3 separate regions of the Gossypium hirsutum genome follow, and all the other regions are linked to region 3. The links are chromatin contacts, called in public Hi-C maps. All regions are on one chromosome and are shown on one strand. Each heading gives the region's core, a stretch centred on a gene start, on an enhancer-like site or on the middle of the called end of the contact. The rest is flanking DNA. Distances are from core to core; before and after follow the strand shown.

What was found. A called contact is a pair of places that touch in the nucleus more often than the background predicts.
Region 1: a Hi-C map of leaf shows a contact between it and region 3, with 2.0 times the contacts expected there. The contact joins two enhancer-like sites. A contact is called at or near these places in 5 of 34 Hi-C or Micro-C datasets (anther, hypocotyl, leaf and 2 more).
Region 2: a Hi-C map of leaf shows a contact between it and region 3, with 3 times the contacts expected there. The contact joins the promoter of LOC107896649 here to the enhancer-like site in region 3. A contact is called at or near these places in 6 of 34 Hi-C or Micro-C datasets (callus, hypocotyl and leaf).

Annotation. Positions count from the first base shown.
Region 1 is chrD10:50,888,754-50,892,581 of Gossypium_hirsutum_v2.1, reverse strand. No RefSeq gene overlaps it. Among protein-coding and RNA genes, the nearest start is that of LOC121222830, 17 kb to the left of the region's middle. Within about 2 kb of position 2,546, at least 2 of the 9 cell types and tissues checked have an H3K27ac peak or open chromatin away from gene starts, as enhancers often do. A contact at or near this core is called in hypocotyl and leaf, where this site is marked.
Region 2 is chrD10:51,183,289-51,186,937 of Gossypium_hirsutum_v2.1, reverse strand. LOC107896649 (60S ribosomal protein L19-2) reads right to left here and starts at 1,570. Exons shown (of 5, transcript XM_016821869.2): 1 at 1,296-1,570; 2 at 745-867; 3 at 319-632. The coding sequence starts at 1,407.
Region 3 is chrD10:51,028,600-51,032,144 of Gossypium_hirsutum_v2.1, reverse strand. No RefSeq gene overlaps it. Among protein-coding and RNA genes, the nearest start is that of LOC121222220, 22 kb to the right of the region's middle. Within about 2 kb of position 2,239, at least 7 of the 9 cell types and tissues checked have an H3K27ac peak or open chromatin away from gene starts, as enhancers often do. A contact at or near this core is called in hypocotyl and leaf, where this site is marked.

The DNA of each region.
Region 1 (3,828 bases), core at 1,297-3,796, 140 kb after region 3:
CAATACCTAGCTACTTTATGCAATCTATGATGATTCCTTAAGGAATTTGTGAAGTGACTGAACGCATGATGAGGCAATTTATTGGGGGTCTTTGAGGGGAGAAAAGAAGTTGGCTTTGGTGAGTTGGAAGTCGATTTGTTATCCTCAATCTTATGGTGGTCTTGAACTTAGGTTGATAAGGGACCATAACACTTTGCTGATGCTAAAAGTAGGGTTTTGTATTGCGTCTAACTCTTATGCTTTGTGGGTTCATGTCTTACGTTCAAAGTATGGAGTGAATGAGGAGTTATCAGAAGGTATTTCTTGAGAAATGTGTTCGTTTCTTTGGAGGGTCCTCTCTAAAGTCTAGCCTTTATTGCGAAAGAATATTTTGTGGCCCATGGGGAACAATAATAAGATTAGATGTTGGCGTACTCACTAGATCTCAGGTATGGGTCCTTCCATCAGTCAAATTCCATCCCATGCTAATCTTGAGCTATATTGCATCCTTAGAGATTTGGTAATAGAATAAGGTTACTGAAACCTTGAATTTTTTCAATTATGGTTACAGGAGGAAGTTATCAGACTCATTGTTAGCATCCTCCCTCTACACCCTTTTACAGGGCCTGATAAAATCACGTGGGTTGGTACTTCAACAGGTCAATTTTCTCTCAAGAATGCTTATTGGAAACTAAGGGAGAGGTCGAGGAATTTGAAGGATGTCACATGGAAAATCCCATGGAAATTATAGGGACCCTAAAAAGTTAGACTCTTCATTTGGCTTGTCCTCTAACAACGTTTAATGACTAATGTGGAACGAGTGAAGTGTGGTATCGAGAATGTAGGATCATAGGCATTGTGTGGTTATAATTCAGAGGATGTTTTACATGCCATTAGAAACTGTGTTGTGACAAAAGATGTCTGGTCGCAAGTCATTCACGTTGACAAAGTCAAATTGTTCTACTTTAGTAGCCGACATGAATGGTTTGTGTGTAATTTGCAAAACCAACATAGATTGTCATTAGGAGATGTAGATAGGCCTTGCTTGTTTGGAATGATCGCATGGCGTATTTGGAAGAACATGAATCTTTTCACATTTCAGGGGACGTCATGGAGTGCTTGTGAGACAGTTAAAATTTCTTATAGTTAGGCAAAGCAATATGCTTTTTTACTTAAAGATAACCTACACAAGAGACAAGAAGCTAGGTCGGCAGTCTCACTGTCAAATGGATGGATCCGGTTAAATACTAGTGGTGCTGTTAAGGTAAATTCCGTACTTGTTGCTACCGGGGGAGTTTTGTGCGATTAGAACGGAGAGTGGATTCTAGGTTATAATAGATGTATGGGGGAATGTTAAATCTTTGAAGCTAAGCTATGAGGCATCTTAGATGGGTTGACTCTTCTTTAGATTCAAGATCATGAAAGAGTGTCAATTCAGTCTGATAATGTGGAGGTTGTGAAGGCTATCTAGGACTTCTCATTGAGGACATCAAATTCTACTCTGATCAAACGAGTTCATCAACTTTTGTCAAAGGATAGATAGTGGATTTTACAACACGTCCCTAGAGAGGATAACAATTATGCTGATTGCATAGCCAAAATGGCTCTTTGGGATGGAACAGAGTCTACAACTGTATGAGATTCCTCCAAGGAAGATTTCCCTTAGTTTAGTTTAATCTTCTTCTTTGTTTATTTCTCACCAAAAATAATTGCAATTCAATCTCTATAATTTTTAACATAATTTGGTATTTATATTTTTTAATTTTATTAATTAATCTAAGAAATTAATATTGTTATCTAATTTAATTTATTTTTGAAATGAAACTTTTATAAAATACTATTCTAACAAAAAAAATATTTTAGCATAATTAGTTAAAATAAGTGTTATATAAAAAAAAGCCACCTAGCTAACAAAATCAAAATAGTGCTAATTGCTTGCAGTAACTTATAACATCTTAGGTGTTTTTTTTGTCAATATAATATAATGGTAAAATTAAGAATATATTTTAATTTGGCTTAAGACAATTTATATCTATACAATCATTTGTTATTTAATTTAATAAAAATTTTAATATATTTTTTAAATAAATTATTTTTAATTTAATTTGATTGATATAAGTTATTACCCATCGGAGATGAACCGAAGATAACATAATTAGAGGCTTCAAAATAGCCAATCACTTAACTTCTTCGGATACATTTAAATTTAAAGAGTAACACAAGAATTACATGTTTTTAAGGGTATATAGAAAAGCTTTAAACTTAAGAGACATCATTATTGAAAAGGACAACATAAATTATAAAATAAACATCAACAATAAAAAAAACCTTTACAAATACATTTTTATATTCTAATTAATTATCAAGATCCAAGTAATTATTTAAATAAAAATTGTTAGAATACCATTAAATATACCTTATAGATTTATTGTACCCAAATACGCCAACCCATGAGGAAAAGCCAAAACCCAAGGATTCTACAATCCGAGAGGTCCAACAGATTGATTGACAAAACACAATTGGTAGCAAGCCAGCATCCAACCCATTGCTTTCAGCCCGATGAGAGTCCAGGACACACAGACTACCTAGTTTGCACAACAGCTTGTTAAGATTGTAAGTAAGGTGATACAAATTGAAGGGTCAAATTATTTGAATTCTAAGAGTAGATAAAAACCATGTTTGTTAGTGGAACGAGTCTTTTAACTCTATGGATATCGATATTGTTATTACTATAGAATGATATAGGTCTGAATACACTAAAAAATATTTATATTTAAAGATTGAGGAGGAATTATGAATAATTTTAAATATTGTATAAAAATATTGTATTGAAATTTTATCATTTTAAAATTAAATTCAGTCAATTAGAGAAACATGTCTCAATACTTTGTTCATATATATAAAGCTACTTTGGGGGATATTGAGATCAAAGGAATTAGAAAGACATGCACCACTTTTTCTATGATATCTTTTTGTGAAAACGCATTTTATGTCACGGTGGATTTGGGTTCAAGTCGGTGACTCGGTTCGTATCTTATCCAACCTCATCTAATTAAAACAATAGTTATATTAATTAAATATATTCATGATTAATATTATTATATTAATATCAAAGTTGTTCTAATTAAAAAAAATAGCAATATGGACCAAATTATTACAATTTATAAATAATGGATTGATAATTAAAATATATTTAAACTTAAATTAAAATAAATTTAGATAAGGTTCAAATATGATGAGACTTAAATAAAAAAAATCTAGAACATCAAGAGCTAATTTAGAGTTATAAATTTTTGGGCAAAGTGTATTTTTGCCGTTATATTCATTTATAATTTATTATTGTCTATAAGAAAACCAATCAATGTATAATACTTGGGAGTCAAGATCCAAAGTTCATATTCCACTAATACGTCCATCGTTTTAATTTCATGTTAGATTCATCCAATTATACATTACTTATTTAATTCAATTATTCCTTATATATTGTAGTATTTCAGTTTAATACAACTATTTTAATGTTGCATCCCCAAAGTCGATCTTCCGAGATTTTACTCACACTTGGTTAATTAAGTAACTTTGATTGAATTTGAAGCAACTTTAACTGTAATAAGTCCAACTTGCTTGTGTATTTAATTATGTTGTAATCAGAGTGTATGAACAACTCATAATATATATATATATATAAAACTCAAATTAAACTCAAATTTTTACAAGCAAAACATTATCTTCTATAAGCGACAAGGTCTTACATACATACAAAGCACACACAAATAGACATACGCATGTATGTCCGTAACTACTCTCGGCTGAGAAGGCCTAACAGTAGCTTTAGTGCTGTTACTGTTATAC
Region 2 (3,649 bases), core at 321-2,820, 160 kb before region 3:
AAAAAGCCTAGTCAATCTTCTAGATATGGTACGAAAATCATGCAGTGTTTTTGGTGATGCATTAAGTGACATCAACATCGGCAGCAGTAAGAGACATCAATATATAGCTTGGCCTGTCAAAGCTGCCAAGTTCAAATATGGATGGTTTTTGCCAATTCTTTCATCAAGAAAAAAGTTTGGTGCAAGATCATTTCCATGCCGGAAAACAGGAAAGCAACAACACAATGAACACGACATCAAACTTCAAACATTCAGGACATAAGGTTATTTTTCCCATCACAAAATCAATGTATGAATCAAGAAGAATGTTTAAGTTACCTGTGCAAGGCGTTCCTCTCTTCTGGCCAACTTTCTCTCCCTGCTGGCCTTGTTCTTAGCACGCTTGGCCTCAAACTGATCAGCAATGGTCTTCTCTCTCGCCTTCTCAGCCTTAGATTTGTGGATACTCTCCATCAAGACACGCTTGTTCTTAAACACATTACCCTTGACCTTCATATACATGTCATGGTAAATGTGCTTGTCAATCTTCTTGGACTCCCTGTACTTACGAAGCAATCGCCTCAGTACCCGCATTCTCCTCATCCAAAGAATCTTTGTTGGCAACCTTGCCTCCCTGGTACCCTTCCTCTTACCTGAAAGCTTTTAGAATTATGCCTTGCTTACAGTAAAATTCAAGGAACAAGGAAAACCAATCACCAATCCAAAACGCTAAATACAGGCTACTAAATAGCATATTAATCATACCATATCCAGAGTGTCTTCCCTTTCTCTTGGCCTCCTTCATCCTACGTGCGCGAGAGCGGGAGTGAATCTTAGTAGGCTTCCTGATGATGAACCCATCCTTCACAAGTTTCCTAACGTTCTGCCCTGCAAACAGTGACCAAATCATATAAACAAAGTAATAGAAACCCAGGAAGAAAAAACAGCTAACAGCTTGATTTACATGGAATAGACAATCATGAAGCTGCTTGCCAGCAAGACAGAGAACACGGTAAAACGCCAAAATTGCAACCAATTCAATTTAAGACTAATTGGAACAGAAATGGACTAAACTCCGAAATTCGACGTAAATAAATAGCCGAAGAAAGTAATACCAAGCTCGTAACTAAGAATAAGTAGAATTAGATCTAAAATCAATCATTTCTTTCTATAAGCTTTCCGAGGAATCTAGCAAACCCTAACCAATCTATGAAGAACAATAACTGCAAGGATCTACAAACTACTACACCATTGTGACTAAGAGATTAGGATTCTATTAGTGGAAAATGAATTAAATAGGGCGAAAGTAAACATACTGGAGTTGGCCATGGAGATTTCGTTGATTTCATTAGGATCGAGCCAGACCTTGCCGCGACCGCACTTGAGGACGCTAGCGGCAAGCCGCTTCTGCAGCTTCAAAGACACCATTGCTGTTTTCCGGCTTCTGTGAAATGGAAAAATCGAGGAGTTTTGAGGGGAAAGGTGGAGGCGGCTTTTTATAAGGAAGGTGAAAAAGTTTGTTAGGGTTTTGGGGATTTGAAATAATCAAATGGGTTGGCCCAGTTTATTTCCGATGGATAAGGAAGGATACGGGCTTTCTTCCTAAAATAAAATAAATAAATTACAGAAAATAACACGTGTCCAATACTTGACCGAAATATTTTCATTTATTTAAATAAATTATAATTAAGATATTGAAGCCCCAGCAGGACATAAGTATAATCTGCCAATTAACTGACCCTCTATTGCTAACAATTACAAATGCCATGACTAAATTTTACACTTCATCAACATCAATGTGTAATCCTAAATCTTTTCTCAAACTCATTTTATACGCATTTAAATTCACATCTTCCCGATTATTGCATCAATAACAATGTCAACTAAACTAAGACTATTCATATGAAACTTTATTTCACCCCATGTTGAATTTGCTTATTATCAATGTAACAGTCTAATTTCCAGTGGTGTCAAAAACAGTGATTCGAGATCACTAAATCCGACCAATGAGTCTTAAAATTTAATAAACTAATAATTATGGGTCAAGTGTGAATTTAGAAGAATTTTTGAATTAGTGAATTTTGTGATTTATTGAATTTTGTGATTTAAAAAGAATTTAATAGGCAAATTGGGTCTAAAATGAGGTATCGAGACCTCGAGTTCATAAACCAAGCCATAAATATTTTTATAAATATTTATGGAGTGTCATTGAGTTAGTATAAAATTTTCTAACGAAAATTTTAACGTTTGGATAGTCAATTAATTAAAAAGAACTAAATTGAAAATAGTGCAAAATTTGTTAAATTGTGATTAAATAGCTTAAGTGACTAATAAGGAGGGATTTAAAAGGCAATTAGGCCCAAATTATATGGGCTGGACGGTTGGGCAAGAAAAATCAGCAAGAAAGTAAGGAGAAACAAGGGCAAAATTAGAAATTTTACAAATTAAATATATAAAACAAAGATAAAAGTGAAAAATCTAGAGATTTCTTCATAATTTATCAGAAAAACGCCATAGGAGGTCTGAAACAAGTTGTTTTCTCATATTTTTATGCCATGTGAGTTCAATTCTTGCTTTTTCTTTGAAATTTTTATGTTTTGTGACTTTTACAACTAGGTTCAACTATTGAATTCATTAGTTTTTGATTCCATGGGTGATTTTGTAAGTTACTATGAATAAGTTCTGGAATTTTATGATGAATTAATATATATTTGAAGTTTTAATTTCATTATATTATGATTTTATTAAGTGATTTTAGCATAAAATGATTTTTAAGACCTAATTGTGAAAGAGTTAGGAATTGGGGTTTTGTACTGAAATTATGAATATCAAAGGCTTTATAGTAGTCTAAAATGGTTGGATAAGGTGTTAATTGAGAAAAATTAGATCAATTGAAGGGTTAATTGAGTAGGGACCAAATTGTAAAAATTGTAAATTTTAGGGGTAAAAGTGTAATTTCAAAAATTGAAAGGCATAAATTGTGAAGTAAATTAGTATTGAATTATATGCTAATGAATGGAAAAATTTATATTATAGATCGAGAATCCAAAGATAAACGCAGAAAAGAGGAAGTATCGAACTAGTTTCTGAACTTTTACAACTTCTACGAATTGGCTCAGGTAAGTTCATACGGTTGAACTTTTATGATTAACTGTTAATGTGAGAATGATATAATGTATCAATTTGTATATTGTTGTTGAATTATGATTATGGTAAAAATGAGAATAAAATGAGATTGTTAGTTCAAATTAAAGGATATGCAGGATTGAGTGCATACGTTCGGTAACCAGTGATGAATTGACGAATAAGTCCATGGTGGATCCATGGCAAAGTGTGTAATGTAGGTATGGCTTTCTAGTGAAGAAAACCATACTGAGTTGTGAAAAGTAGGTATGGTATTTCAATGAAGAAAACCATACTGAGTTGTGAAAAGTAGGTATGGTATTTCCGTGAAGAAAACCATACTGAGTTATAGCCTTGTGAAATATTCAAGCAAATTGTGGCACCGGGCAAACGATGTACTCAATTCCGTAAGACGATCCTTAATTTGACAAGTATTTGTAAGTGCAATTGAAGCTAAATGTCGGAATAGAAGTTGACATCTGATATTGAGCTCGATTAGATAGATTCATTGTTTGAGATTGTGGTTGGTAGGAAATGTTGAATTTTT
Region 3 (3,545 bases), core at 990-3,489:
AAAAATTCTAAATTTTTGAAAAATATTTTTTCACTTTTCTTATTTCAAGCTTATCATTCATTTATTACACAACATTTATAAAAGGTGGTAGACGATGATGATTACGATTATAATATATTAGTATTGTTACTGAAAAATCATAGCAACTATTTTTTTTAAGTTGTGATAATATTACAGGTAATCATAACCCACATTTCAAAGATAAATATTGATATGTATTCTTTAAATTCCTAAAATTTTAAAATCTTAATATATAAATATAGTGGTTCCGAATCAAGACTGGCATTTGGCGAAAAGGAGTTGAAATTGTGGCAACAAAAATTCTATCGAATGAAGACAAAAGAGGAGAGCAAAACAGACACAAGGGATGATAGTGGGCAACTCCTACAGAAAGAAAAAAAAAAAAAGAAAGGATGTGAAGAGGAATCAATATCTAATTCTCCAATGGAAAAAAGAAATAATAAATCTATGAGTGATGGACTGGAATGGCTAAAAAGCAAAAGAAAGAGATAAAGGGTTCTGCTGGATAATCTTTCACCATGCAAGGCAGCGGCTGGCGATCAGCCCCGCCAAGAGCAATGAAGATCCTTTGCTGGAATTGTCGTGGGATCAGAAACTCTGCGACAATTCGGGAATTAAAGCAACTTTTTGTTGCAAACGACCCTGAGATAATTTTCTTATGTGAAACAAAAATTCATGCTAATAAATTTTCATCTATTCGCAGTAAGTGCAGGATGGAAGGGTGTTAGTCTGTTAACACTATTGGGAAAAGTGGTGGCCTCGTTATGATGTTGAAAGAGAGTACTAAGGTTGAAATAAAAAATTGTTCTAGCAAAGATATTGATTCTCTGATTCACTTGGAGAATAACAACCCCATTCGTTTTACGGGTTTCTACTGGGTTAAAGATAATATGAGTCAGTTAAAAGGTGGTTAGGAGATCTAAGTTGCTAGCTAGCTGTTAAGGGAAGCAGTTACTCTAATGACTATATATAAACTGTGTGGACATTGTATTAGACAGATTTTCAACACTAGATTTAAAATCGTAAACACAAGCTAGTCTCAGTTCATTTCAAGATTCAAGGAGTTTACCTATAATTCTTCATTTTACCTATATTTCTTCATGGTATCAGTCGCTCGGTGATCCCCTTTCATGGCTACTACAAATTCTGCTGCCTCAGACTCTGCTGAACCGCATGGCTCTGTCTTTGCTGCTGATCGTGTGGTTCATTCTTTTCCTCGGCATGAGGTTGTAAAACTCGATGAAGGAACATTCCTTCAATGGAAGCAACATGTTCAGTTTATTGTCAATGGTTATGACTTATTTGGTTTTCTTGACAGTTCTATCTCTGCTCCGTCGAGGTTTATACAAGCGCTGGATGGTGCACTTGTTCTTAATCCGGCGGTGTCAGCATTTCAACAGCAGGATAATCTACTCACGTCGTGGCTTCTCTCCACCATAAATTTGTCAATTTTATCTTCATTTTTGGATGTCAAATCGGCCTCTGATGTGTGAATGACAACGTTGGCAATGTTTACGGCCAATACGGATCTGAAACAATCGCGTTTGCGTCATGAACTGCATTTTCTCAAGAAAGGGAGTTTGTTGATCCGTGATTACGTTGCAAAGTTGAAAGGGATCTGTGCTTTCTTGGACGCGTCTGGATCCCCCATCCTGGCGACGGAGCAAACGACGGTGTTGCTTGCGGATCTCTCCGCTGAATTTGAAACTGTGGTGTCCTCTGTCTCGCTATCTCTGACTCCTCTGCCGTTTCAATGTCTGGTGGACGCTCTAGTCGAGTGCGAGAGTCGGCAAGTACAAGCGATTCAGGAGGTAGTTTATGCCGGGAATCTGGTGGAAGATTCTTCGACGACGGCCATGGATGGTTCTACGTGTGGTGGTCGTTTTATCTCTAGCGGTCGCGGTAGGAGTTTTCAGACTCGCCTCTAGTGCCAGATCTGTTCTAGGTTTGGTCACGTCACCCAACGCTGCTACTACCGGTACCATTGCGATGACGCTTCTCCAGCAAGGTTTCCGATGTCGAATCCAGATGATTCTGGCCCTCATGGTTGGCTTCCACAATAAAACACTCGTCCTAGGGTTTCTACTCATGGTCAGATTCCGCATGGGGCTAGTAAAAAATTGAAGTCAAAATTGCGATGCTGATGGTTTAACTTTAGATTATGGTCAGCAGTGGGCTTGGAATGGGCGGTCGAATGATGGTTGAAATGGGCGGCCGAATGATGGGCTGTCAAATTGGTGTGGGCCACATGCTTTTTCTGGTCCTTTGGTGCCGCATGAGACTAGGCCTCAAGCTTATGGGCCATCTTCTTTTGGTCACAATCATGGGCCGAATGTTTCTAGGGTTAATAATGGTTTCAATGGTGGTTTTGGGCCTACACATGGTGGTTTAAATGATGGTTTTGGGCCTCCACATGGTAATAGGCAATCTGCTCCCTCAATGACAATGACCCTGTTTCTAACAATGTGCAGGTTGATTCCTTTACTGCTTTTAGGCCACAGGGTCAACCGTTGGGTGGTGTAGCGGTTCCGTGGCATACTAAACTGCGAGCTCGTACATTGGATCCGTGTATTGGGCTTCCTAGACTGGGAGATATTCATGCTTCTGATTATTCTGATCCTTCTATTTCCAGCTCACATATAAACTCTGTACAACGTGGGCTTAGTGGTGATGGCACAGACTCACCTTTCCTGGGCCAGTTGGCACTACATCTTGGTACCCTGATTCTGGTGCCAGTAATCATGTGTTTCGGGATTCTTCTGCTTTGCGTGATGCGGTTCCATATTCAGGTACGTCCTCTCTTTTAGTGGGTGATGGCACGTCTGTTATGATTTTGTCAATTGGTCAGGGTGTGTTATCTGCGCGTTCTAGGTTACTTCTGTTATCTAATGTTTTGTGTGTTCTAGCTATTCGAAAAAATTTATTGTCAGTATCACAATTTGCAAGTGATAATGGTGTATTTTTTGAGTTTCACCCCACTTATTGTATTATTAAGGATTGCATAACGCAAGAGATATTGCTGATGGGGCATATTCATAATGGGCTATATCATTTCTCTCTATCAGATGCATCTGTTCCTTTTACCTTTCATCCGTCTACTGCTCAAGTTAGGCTTCAAGATCAGACTAATAATAGTGAGATTTTTTTGTTGTGGCTTAAGCGTCTTGGGCATCCGTCATCTTCTATTGTCCAGACTGTTCTAAATAAATGTCATATCAATTTGAATAAAGTTTCTAGTGATGGTGTTTGTACTGCTTTTAAAAAGGGAAGTTTCATAAGTTGTCGTTTTCTGTTTCAACTACTGAGTATACTGATCCTTTTTCTTTGGTTGTTTCGGATCTCTAGAGACCTACGTCTGTTGCTTCTGGTAGCAATTGGTATCATGTGTCGTTTATCGATATGTGTACTCAGTTTACTTGGGTGTACTTGATTCAACAGAAATCTCAGGCTGTGAGTTGTTTTGGTCAATTTCAGAAAATTGTTCAGACTCAATTTGGTAAACCTATAAAACAATTTCAGAGTGA